Regions from separate parts of the Rattus norvegicus genome. Here all the other regions are linked to region 1. Evidence: chromatin contacts called from public Hi-C data. All regions are on one chromosome and are shown on one strand. The core of a region is the stretch at or near the end of the contact, and the rest is flanking DNA. Distances in the headings are between cores, read along the strand shown. Region 1 holds the start of Nr4a3 (nuclear receptor subfamily 4, group A, member 3). Region 2 holds the start of Invs (inversin). Region 3 has its middle 61 kb from the start of Stx17.

The links. Hi-C and Micro-C count contacts between places; a contact is called where the count stands out from the background.
Region 2: a Hi-C map of liver shows a contact between it and region 1, with 4 times the contacts expected there. The contact joins the promoter of Invs here to the promoter of Nr4a3 in region 1. A contact is called at or near these places in 3 of 12 Hi-C or Micro-C datasets (frontal cortex, liver and mammary epithelial cells).
Region 3: a contact with region 1 is called in a Hi-C map of Schwann cells, with 4 times the contacts expected there. The contact joins the enhancer-like site here to the promoter of Nr4a3 in region 1. A contact is called at or near these places in 3 of 12 Hi-C or Micro-C datasets (the A7r5 cell line, Schwann cells and kidney).

The regions. Positions count from the first base shown.
Region 1 is chr5:67,155,419-67,158,912 of GRCr8, reverse strand. Nr4a3 (nuclear receptor subfamily 4, group A, member 3) reads right to left here and starts at 1,715. Exons shown (of 8, transcript NM_031628.2): 1 at 1,193-1,715. LOC134478966 (a long non-coding RNA gene) reads left to right here and starts at 1,767. Exons shown (of 2, transcript XR_010051797.1): 1 at 1,767-3,494.
Region 2 is chr5:67,404,949-67,408,442 of GRCr8, reverse strand. It overlaps Invs (inversin), which reads right to left and starts at 1,932. Exons shown (of 17, transcript NM_001107932.2): 1 at 1,775-1,932. Erp44 (endoplasmic reticulum protein 44) reads left to right here and starts at 2,236. Exons shown (of 12, transcript NM_001008317.2): 1 at 2,236-2,365. The coding sequence starts at 2,309.
Region 3 is chr5:67,301,009-67,304,502 of GRCr8, reverse strand. It overlaps a transcript of Stx17 not described here. Among named protein-coding and RNA genes, the nearest start is that of Stx17, 61 kb to the right of the region's middle. Within about 2 kb of position 1,667, at least 1 of the 93 cell types and tissues checked has an H3K27ac peak or open chromatin away from gene starts, as enhancers often do. A contact at or near this core is called in Schwann cells, where this site is marked.

The DNA of each region.
Region 1 (3,494 bases), core at 466-2,965:
TCTCTAACTTGGTTCTGTGAGAAACATTTCCCGATTGTTGGGAAAGGAGCTCCGGAATTGGAATAGCGAAGGAATGGCTGAACCGAACCCTGTAACCTCTCTCCCAGCACTCCAAGGCCCAAGGATAAGCAGCTCGAGAGTACTGATGACCACACTCCCCGCGGCTCTTCCCTCGGGAGAACCCGGGCACATAAACAAAAGGCCACCTCCAAGAACGTTCTTGGAAATCAAGGGACCAATGATCATGAGCTCCCTCCTGACTGCCGGAAGCCTCCAACAGGTTCGAGAAAGTGCCTTTGAAAGCCAGTCTCCGCAGACTGAGCTCTGCCTCTCAGCTCTCTTTTTCATCGAGAACTTTCCTCCTTACCAAGAATAAAAACACTCGGAGCAACTTCTCCGAAAGCGCATTGAAAAGTAGTAACACAAGCCTTTCCCACACCAGTCAAGGCCCGGAGAAGAGGGACGCCGTCCCCACGCGTGTCGGGGCGCGAGAGTCGGCAATTACACCCGATTACCTCCGTGGGGAAAAGTGTAAACCAGCAAGTCGGCGACGCCTGGCAGACGTGCCTAGTGGAGCCCCGGGCTCATTTCAATACAATAAGCCGCATTCCTACAATTACACCCTCTTTGCTGAGCTCCTCCAGCGCCTCTGCAAACTCTGGCCGCTGCTGCCCAGGCAGTGTCCCTCCTAGGCTTTCTCCCAGACAACCAGCTTCATTTCACCATTAGACACATTAACTCGGACCCACCAGAGTCCCTATTTTCAATCCCACTTAAAAGGCAGGAAAATTACTGCCGTTCATCACCGGGGCTCCAACTCTCTGCCGCAGCCGCCGCCGCCGCCGCCGCCGCCGCCGCCGAGAGCATCATTACCATGACAACTAGAGCCGAAATACCCTGAATTACAACGCTGGAGCAGCTATAGCACAAATCCAGGTCCTCCTCTTTGTTAGAGGCTTTTCGCCTCTTTGGGTGGGGAGAAGAATCTCACAAGCTCCAGAGTCCCCGAGGGCCAGCTACAGGGGAAAAGTTTCAGATTGGAGCCCACCGCTCGCCTGGGGAGCAAAGCCTGAGAGGGGAGGCGGCGGGGGGGGGGAGCCCCACATTAAAAGTTGTCAATTTCAGGAGCGACACTTCCCAGCGCGCCAACTTTTAAGCAAGTCCCCATATTAACTGGGCATATTGTACGTACTTGGGTTCTGTGGAGGTTCCGTCTTTAGAGCGAGTTTCTAGAGAGCGACCCCGAAATCTGGATTGGGGGAGAGTCACAGCTGCTGTCCCGGAAGGGCTGCGGTGCACAAACCCAGCGGCTCCCAGAGGCGGTGAGCAGCGGCTGGCTGGGGATGCTGCGATCCCAACTCATGGGAGAGCGCCGCCGAGAGGTTCCGCAGGCGTCCAGTCTCCGGCTGCGACCAGGGGCTAGGATGTCGCCACGTTTCCCACCTCCACGGCCACTGCCCGCTCTGTCAGCGTTGCAAAGTGAGCCCTGGAGGGGCGTCCGGCTGCGGCGCGGCGCGGCGCGGCGCGACACCGGCGAGGGCGCCGAGAGAGAGGGGTGTGAGCGCGCGGGAGAGAGTGGAGTGTGTGTGCGGAGCGTGTGAGCGCGCGTGTGTCTGTGTGTGCAAGTGAAGGAGCGGGTGTGAGCGTGTCTGTGTATGGGGAGCGGAGGAGGAGCAGGCGCTGGAGGGGTGGGGGGCGGGAGGCAGGAGACTCGGCTCTCCCGGCTGCGCGTTCGCTCGCTCTCTCGGCACGTCATTTATGCCACAGGAGCCCTAGCGGCCTCTCCATAGAGTGCCTGGAATGCGAGACGTCAATGTGACGCCATGGGACGCTACGTCACCCTCCTCCTCCCTCCCCTGGCCCAGCCGGTTCCGCGTGTGCGAGGGTGTGTGTGTGTGTGTGTGTGTGTGTGTGTGTGTGTGTGTGTGTGTGTGTGTGTTCGCGCGCGCGCTCACGCGCGTTCCCCGGCCATTCTCAGGGACGCACAATGGAAACCGCGGGGAGCTGCGGACCACAGCCCTGAGGCTTCTCAGATTCGCGCCGCCAACCCCTCTGCACCGGAGCTGCTTGCCAGGGCGCCGGTCTACCGGAGGGTGCCGCAGCCCGCCCGCGGGTCAGGCGGGACCGCCCAGCTGTCAGGCTCCGGGTGGAGTAGAGTTGGAGGAGTGCTGCTGGCTCGCCTCCGAGGCTGCCCCGAGGCACCTAGCCAGGTCGAGGGGGTAAGAGAGAGGACAGCTCTTCCGAAAGGGAAGGCTACGCCAGCCAGCTTCTCCGAGTGACCTGGCAGTCACTGCTGAAGGAGTCTGGCACCAGCCCGAAGACTCCCTGAGGTGCAGCTGTGCTTTCCTCATGCAGTGGTTCTAAGGCTGTTTACGTCTCTCTGGCCCTTTGCGCCTAGGCTAATTTGCCTCTTCCTCCTGTCTGCTGTTGGTGTTTCGCCCTAGGATGCAGACCGCTCCAGGGACAAGATTTTATTTCTTTACACTTATGGTGTGGTGTTCTTTACTGGACACTTTATAATCCAAAGAAATGCACATCGAGCCACGCGCGCGCTGCACGAGAAACTATATATAAAACAAACACACCACACGTGTTGAACAGCTGAGTGAGTCTGACTGTTAAACAGATCCTCTACTCCTCCCCTGCACCGGGTCACACTTGGAACTCGCACTTTCACTTTTTTTGAGGGTCGTAGACGCCTCCCCTTCCATCTCTCAAATGAAATATTTCAAAATCAATCAACAGGATTCATTAAGCGGTCTCTAGGGGATCTTTCCTATGGCCCATTTGTCTTCCAAGTATGCAGAAAGTCTGGGCGACTGTATAAGGGACAGCGATTTCTTCCTGGAAATGAATTTAGGATGTCACTTTCTTGCTGAAAACAAAGCAAACCAGACAAACAAAACCAAAACATGTTCGAGTTTGGAACTCTTAGTTCCAAAGGTGGCTACTAAGTGAAAGTAACCTCTCTCAGAAATGATTGTTTTACGAAGGAAATGTTTGAATGAAACAACTCAGACAGACGCGGTCTCTGGTGGTCTGCTAGAATCCCAAGTGGCATTTTTTTTTTTTTTGACTTGAGCCTGTGGGTGGCAAAGTTGGGGGAAGAGGATCCCCTAGTCATAGCACATGCCCCAGAATCGAAGAAGGTTCGAACTGGGACCAGAAACTCGAAAACAAAACAACACGTGCATAGTGTGCCTCTCTAAGTCTACGCCTCCACTTTCACTTTAGCAGGCTGGTGTGCTTAAGACCGTGAGAGGACGCTCGGAAAGTTGTCCCAGCCCAGAGGAACCGAGCCCCCTGGCTGCGGGTGCGTTCCCATCCTAGCCCAGAAAGAAGGAGGGCGCTCCTACATTGAATCCATTCAAAGGCTGGGGGTTGGGGGAGCAGGACCTGGAGCCGCGCGGCGCTGACGCACGCGAGGCGCGTGATTGACGCAGGCGATGTTACTAAATTGGGCGGTTGGCCGGGCCCAGGCGGCGGCGCGCGCG
Region 2 (3,494 bases), core at 683-3,182, 250 kb before region 1:
TAATGTTAAGATGCTGGCAAAAATACAGAAGACACTGTTGTGGGACACTTGTTTTGTCTGAGCGTGTCTGTCATGTTAGAACAAAAGTGTCATATGCAGGATTGTAGCAAAGTCACTTGAGAGAAGAATTGAGGTAAAAGATAGTAGGAAGACTGCATTTGAGTTCCCGGTCCAGTTTTGTTAATGATCATTGGTGTGCCTTTAGATTTTTGTAAAGATTAAAAATTAAAAAGGTTAACTATACTCCTCTAGTTAACAAGTGGAGTACCAACTATTAAAGCACTGTTTGAAATCCATCATTGTGGATTCAAAGTAAAGTTTTTGGCATGCCAGACCACAAAAAAGCTTATCCAATACTTTGAAGTTATATCTATCCTTATAATAACTATACATGCTTAACCATAATTTTAGCAGTTAGCACAGTAATAGGTATTCAGCTGGTGCTAAGTGAAAGTTTATTGAATGAAGTGTCATAGGGTGAGTCCTAAGTCCAAAGGGTAAGTCAGATCAAAGTTTAGCGTCAGTGATTAATGAATTCTATTCTTTTCTTCCTTCATTTCTTTTCTTTTTTTTCTTCTCCATTTTTTTTTTCAAGCAGAGTCTTGTAACTTAAAGACTAAGTTGCCTGTTAACTTTTTATGTAGCCCACGCTGGCTTTAAACTCCTGATCCTTCCACTTCGGCCTCTTGGCTTGTGCTGGGAGTACAAGCATGTACCACCACAATGAATCCTACTGTTCTTCAATTTCGTATTTTAACAAAACTTGGGATCAGTCAGAGAATGCAGTGAATGTTACATTGATATGGAAGTAGTGGGTTTAAGTCTTGGCTCCACTTCACTTTAATTTTGTCTCCCTGGGAAAGCTGTTCCTTTAGGTGCTGCTGCTGCTTTGTCGCTGTCATCGTTGTCTTTGTCGTTGTCTTCTTCCTCTTCCACTCCTTTTCTCTTCTTTCTCATCCTCCCCATTTAGCAGAAATGCTATTATTCTTGCTGTTCTCCCTCAATAAATAATTTTTTATAGAAAGAAATCAAAACCACTTTGTTAGTGTTTTAAAGTGTATCATCATCATTAAATAATTATAAAATAAGCCTGTGCAATAAACGCTCTAATTATGACTATGCAAAAGTAGTGGTGCTGAGCTCACACACAGAAAAAGCAATTCTTGTTAAGATGAAAGATTTGGTGAATGTAACAGATATCAGGGGAATCAAATGCCTGACATAGTGGCACTTGAGATGGCAAACCAGAAAGAGAAAGAGTTAGGTAAGGCCACCACCGGGAGCAGGAAGGCTGAAGCAAAGACCTGGCGTAGGGAGAACCACAAATGCAGAATGCCTCCTGGGTGCTAGGTAATGATGATGTGGCTAACTTTCCGGGCACATGAATCTAGCTGGATGTTCATAGAAGATTCTGGAAAGCTACCAGACACCAGGTTAAAATCCTTTACTGCTTGGTTAATTCGTAATTGTACTGTAAGAAGTGGTCACTGTCACTTAGGCACTGTGCTTTATAGTTTACAACATGCTTTCCCATCCCTTTTCCTTTCACAGACCCTCTGAAACAACCCTGGATAAGTCATTGACTGAAGCCGCAGTGGTGATTCTCCTTATATAACGAAGGAAGTAGCGCGGAAAGAAGAGGCAGCAGCTTGGAGGCCAGGGATGGAGGATCAGGCCACACCTCAGAGCAGGCGGGCCAAGAAAACGCTGTAGCGGCCCTGGGCGGTGCTCTCCAGCTACCCGAGCCGCCGGTGCTGGACCGCTTCCTACTCACCCCTGCCTCCAAAACTGGCGTCCCGGGGCCGCCCTAGGAGGTACAACCCTCACTGGGCCGCGCCTCCCGCCAAGTCAGGCCACTTTGCCCACAGGAACAGACCCCAGGACCCTAGAGCCCAGGAGCTCTGAAGAAGCAGCCTGAGGCTCCCGGCCGCACAACCCTCTGGGAATTGTAGTTCCGGTCTCCGGAGGCACAGAGGTACGCGGCCCCTTCCAATCCCGAAGAGCCCCGCGCACAGATGGCTCGGCTGTCCTGGGCACGGGGCTTACTGGGAAAGAGAGTTCCAGCTCTCCTATGACATGGTCAGTGAGAGCAATGTGGACTACATTTCCCGACGTGCCTAGAGATGGGCAGGACCCGGAAGTGAGGGCGTGAGAGGCCTCTCTGGAAGTTGTCCCGGGTGTTCGCCGCTGGAGCTCCGGGTCGAGAGGACGAGGTGCCGCTGCCGCCGGCCCCGGAGCCCAGCCCTTTTCTAGCCCGGTCCAGTCCCAGCAGCCACCTCCTGACCCCGCCGTCGACCCCATCGTTACCATGAATCCTACCGTCTTCCTGTCTTTACCAGACCTCAGATGCTCCTTGCTACTCCTGGTGAGTGTATGTGGGGATGACAAACCCTCCCTGACCGCCTCCCGCCCTTCGCGAGGGAGAACGGTGCAGCCCCTGGTTGCCTCGACTCTCCTCCGCTGGAGAGGCGTGCATCCCGGAGCACTGCCTTCACTTTCGCTGTTCTTTTGGCTTCTTAAGCCTGCGGTCCACGAGGCCTGCGAAACCACAGTCAGGGCTTGGAACCTGCAAATAGGAGAATTCGCCTTGGGGGAGTGATACGTGGGAGGTCACCGCTGAGGCCCCTGGAATTCGTTTGAGTTTTGTGGACGTTGAGGACCTGCTTGAGGCACCAGAATCCTAAGGGACCAAGGATACAGCTAATGTTTTCTCCTACACTGAGAAGGGTGTGAAGCCGACAGGTGTTGGGGTCGTGTGAATCTCTCTCTGGATCCTTGAAACAGAGGCAAAGCCCTCTGTTGTGGCTTCATGTGATTGGTTGGAAACCCGGAACTGGAGAGTGGTTTGGTGTCGACTGGGAGAATAGGAATTTGAAAAGGTGGAGTGTGTGATTATCTGACAGGCTCTGCTAGGTCCTCCTGCAAGCACTGTTGCAACCTATACTCCCTAGAAGCATACATCAATCTTTGTCAGTGCTCTGGACTTGAGAATAATCAGCTCTTCTACATACCTAGGTGCTCGGGGCTTCTCAACCTGCACGACATCATCCCATCTTAGAAAAGAATCTTTCCCCAGGTCTTCATCTGAAGTCTGTCTTGAGTATGAGACTTACTTGGCCTCTTCTTAAGGTCAAATTGAGACAAAAACGGAAGGTCTAACTCTATATGTGAACATGAGAAAAGTTTAATGGGGCTGTTATGACAGTATTTGAGAACACTTGAATTGTGGTAGATTCTTAGAAAGCTAAGATTAGAATCATTGAATATAAATTACTTTCTTCACAGCTTAAGAATAATAATTAACTTGCAAGAAGCTGTGTAGTTGGTTACAGGCAAAACTGAGTCTAGAAATAGATTTCTTAATTTGTAGTGTGTATTCCCCCGTATCACATTCAAAGTTTAAAGTCTGTGCTTAAAATACTTTTCATTCTCATTATGACTTGAAAGCCATTTTTTAAAAGCTATATATAATACTCTTTTATTTCAAAATAAAA
Region 3 (3,494 bases), core at 418-2,917, 150 kb before region 1:
TTGTCCTTTAAACCTTGGGGAAATAATAGTAAATCATGTAACTGCAGTCACTAATAGTTATAGTTAGTCTGAACCAACCATATTGGGCATTTAGCATTCATAGTTATTAACACATGAAGTCACTCTGTGTCATAGACAGGGTATCAAAGGGGTAGCCTATAAGAATGTCTTGAACTGGGATGGAGAGATGGCTCAGTGGTTAAGAGCACTGACTTCTCTTTCAGAGGTCCTGAGTTCAAATCCCAGCAACCACATGGTGGCTCACAACCATCTGTAATAGTATCTGTTGTCCTCTTCTGGTGTCTGAAGACACCTACAGTGTACTTGTATATAACAAATAAATCTTCAAAAACATGTCTTGAACTGTTAACCCAACTCTACCTACCATGTAAATCTCTAATAAGACTCACAGAGAAAAGAAAGGCAGCTATAATATCACTTTCCGTTCTTATCAAAAGAGGCTGTTTGGAAAGAAGCTGTTTATATGAACTTTGTTCAAATTCTGTTAAGTGTGTCCCTTTAATAAGCCTTGCCTTGCCTAATCCCATTGTCTGCTTTTCCAGAAAAGCCTTTGCACTCTTTCAGCTACATCCTATTTCAATATTAGTTTGTCCAATTGTAAATTTCTTAGGCCTTGTGAAGATTAATACTGCCAACTTGACAAGATCTAGAATCACCAAAGAACCAAACCGAGCTTCTGAGTATGCCTGAGGAAATTTCTGGATTAGGTTAGTTTGTGCTACAGCATTGCACGGGCTGGAGACCCAGGCTCCATGAAGAAGAGGACGCTGAGCACCAGCGTCCGCCACTTCCCAACTCTAGATGTAAAGCCTACAGCTGCCCAAGCTCCTGAGACGGAGGCAAATGAACCCGTTTCCCTAAGTGCTTTGTTAGTGATCTCAGCAAGAAAAGTAACTCATGTAGACCCTACCAGTCCTACAAATCTAACTGTAAAACAGTCAGTTTAAAAAAAAAAATCCCCTGGGATTTTTTTGCTGACAGATCAGTCTTCCAGATCAAGACTTAATTTGCAGAAGAAAACTGTCTTCACCTTGATTCTGGACTCTTCATGACATTCAAGTTTTCAGTGTATTTTCTAGATTTCTTGTCTTTAATTTTGTATTCCTCTTAATGGCAAACATGGGCAATGCACAAAGATTTGCTATGCCCTAGCACCTCCAAAGTTATAGTTTTGCAACTCAGCTGTTGAGTCTTCTCATCCTGTGTTTCATGCCAATAAAATAATAATAAAATAATAACAGCATCTGCAGATGCCTGGTCACATTCCAGTTGAAGCTTACTGTCTACTTGGAGAGGTCTTACTATCATTATGGAGAAGCTTTCAACTCTGAAGAATTGCCTACAGGTGAAAGAGAAATGGGAGCCAATGAACAGCATCGAGTGGGAAACATGACCATGGCAAACTGGACTGCGGAGTCCTGGGCAGTAAAAGGTAAATTCCATGGCATTTCTCAGTGGGTTAAGTAATCATCAAAAGGTAGGCATTCAGTATTAAAACAGGAGGATCTCAAAAATCAGAGGTGAGAAAAGAAGAAAGCTACGTTAAACACACCAAAAGCTGCAGCCAGTATGAAGGTATTTCTGGCAACAATGGGGAATGAACAACTCACAGCACAGACTGATGCAAAGCACCATCAGTTCCTTTAAACCAGCGTTCTCAGCCTATGGGTTATGACCCCTTTGGGGGTTGGACAGCCCTTTCATGGGGGTCACTTAAGACCAATGGAAAACATATCTGCATTAAATTCATAACAGCAAAATTTACAATTAGGAAGTAGCAATAACAAATTTTGTGGTTGATAGTCACAAGGAACTGTTGTTAGGAAGGTTGAGAACCACTGCTTTAAACAAAGAACTGCTGTATTTTAAATAATGCAGCCACTCTTGTCTGTTTCCCCCTAACCAGCCTCATTGTTAAGTTGTACGTACATTCAGTTTCTTGTTCTCATTAATGCCTTGACTTTCCCCGTGTCATTTTGTTTCATGCAAGTCCTTACTCACTTGAAGCTTACTGCCTGTTCCATCAGGCATCTTCTTCCTTCCCACTGCTCAAACACCAGCTCTGCAACGCCTCCCCATTCGCTTCCAGTTATTCCTTCATCAGGAATCGGATACCTTTTCCATCCTCTCCCTGGTGCTTACCGTGCTTTGTCACGTCTTACCCGGTTTAGTAACTGCGTGGCTTACTACGATAGGATCTACAGGTCTATTTCTGTATATGACACTAGAATTTAATACACAACAGGAATTCTGTTTATTGTTTGTCAAATGGGTGAAATTTATTGCATATTTCCTAATAACAAACCAATTCAGAAAGGAATGAATTTTGCAGAAATCCTTGCCGTTTAGCCTTTCCTTGTCCTTACTTTGCCATACTTAAAGTTCAATAATGTGGAAACTCCTTTTAGGAGTTTAGTTGGTGAAATGCAGTAACACAGTAATTAACAATAGCAGGAACATCTCAAATAGTTGATAAGTATATGCAAAAGGCAAACTATCAAGTGACTTGCTCAAACGGGAGTGTTCACAGGGGCCCACGGAAGTTCACTTGCTGTTGAAGGGATCCTCCGATTTGGCTTCAAAGGCACTGACATGGTTTGGAAAGTTAAGAAATTGCATCTAATTTCTTCTTTTAGATGAATTTATATTCTTACATTTCTTTCCATTTTGCCTGATTTAGACCAATGAAGTTGGGCTGAGAGCCTGCAAGCTTCATCAGGCAACTTGACATGGCCTAACAAAATCTTAAAATAATGGAGGATCCCCACCACATCCCAAATCGTTCTCTTAGATCTTATACAAAATAGCTTTGTGATCTTGGTCAAATCATTTGACACTTTTTATGTTTTTATTCCAATATATTTGTTGGGTTAACATTGCACAGATGTATTTTTGTCACAAGTTAGTTTCTTTGAAGATAGCAATGTAGATACGTAACTCTTTTATTATTATTTATAACACACAAGTTCTTCTGTGAAATGGTGCCAAACTGATGAGTACAAACAGAACCACTTGTTAGGAACCCGTGTTAATAGCAGTTATAAAACAGAGCTGGATGTATGTAATCCCAGCAGGAGGATTGCAACTTCAAAACGAGCCTGGGCTTCCAGTAAAACCCAATTGCAGAAAACAGAAACAACAAAACCACACACACATACAAACAGAATCTGAATGTGTGTTAAAACTCGGGGCCAGAGGAGAAGCACTGGTCAAGCCTCTGGAGACTTTGGGGATGTCATCAGACCTCTGTAAGCACCTGAGAGCAACATCTGAATTCCTCTCTGTGATGATAAACTATTGCTTGCCCAAGGGGGACCTTGCTCCAGGCTTGCACTCCTCTATCCAGAGTCCATGCTATCAGTGAAGGGCTTCTAAGGCATTCCTGAGAAATGCCTTTGCTTTCTAACAACTCAAAAGGTTTGGCTTCTGGCCTTTTACTGGAAGGAAATACTATGTGCTAGATATTTGTGGTT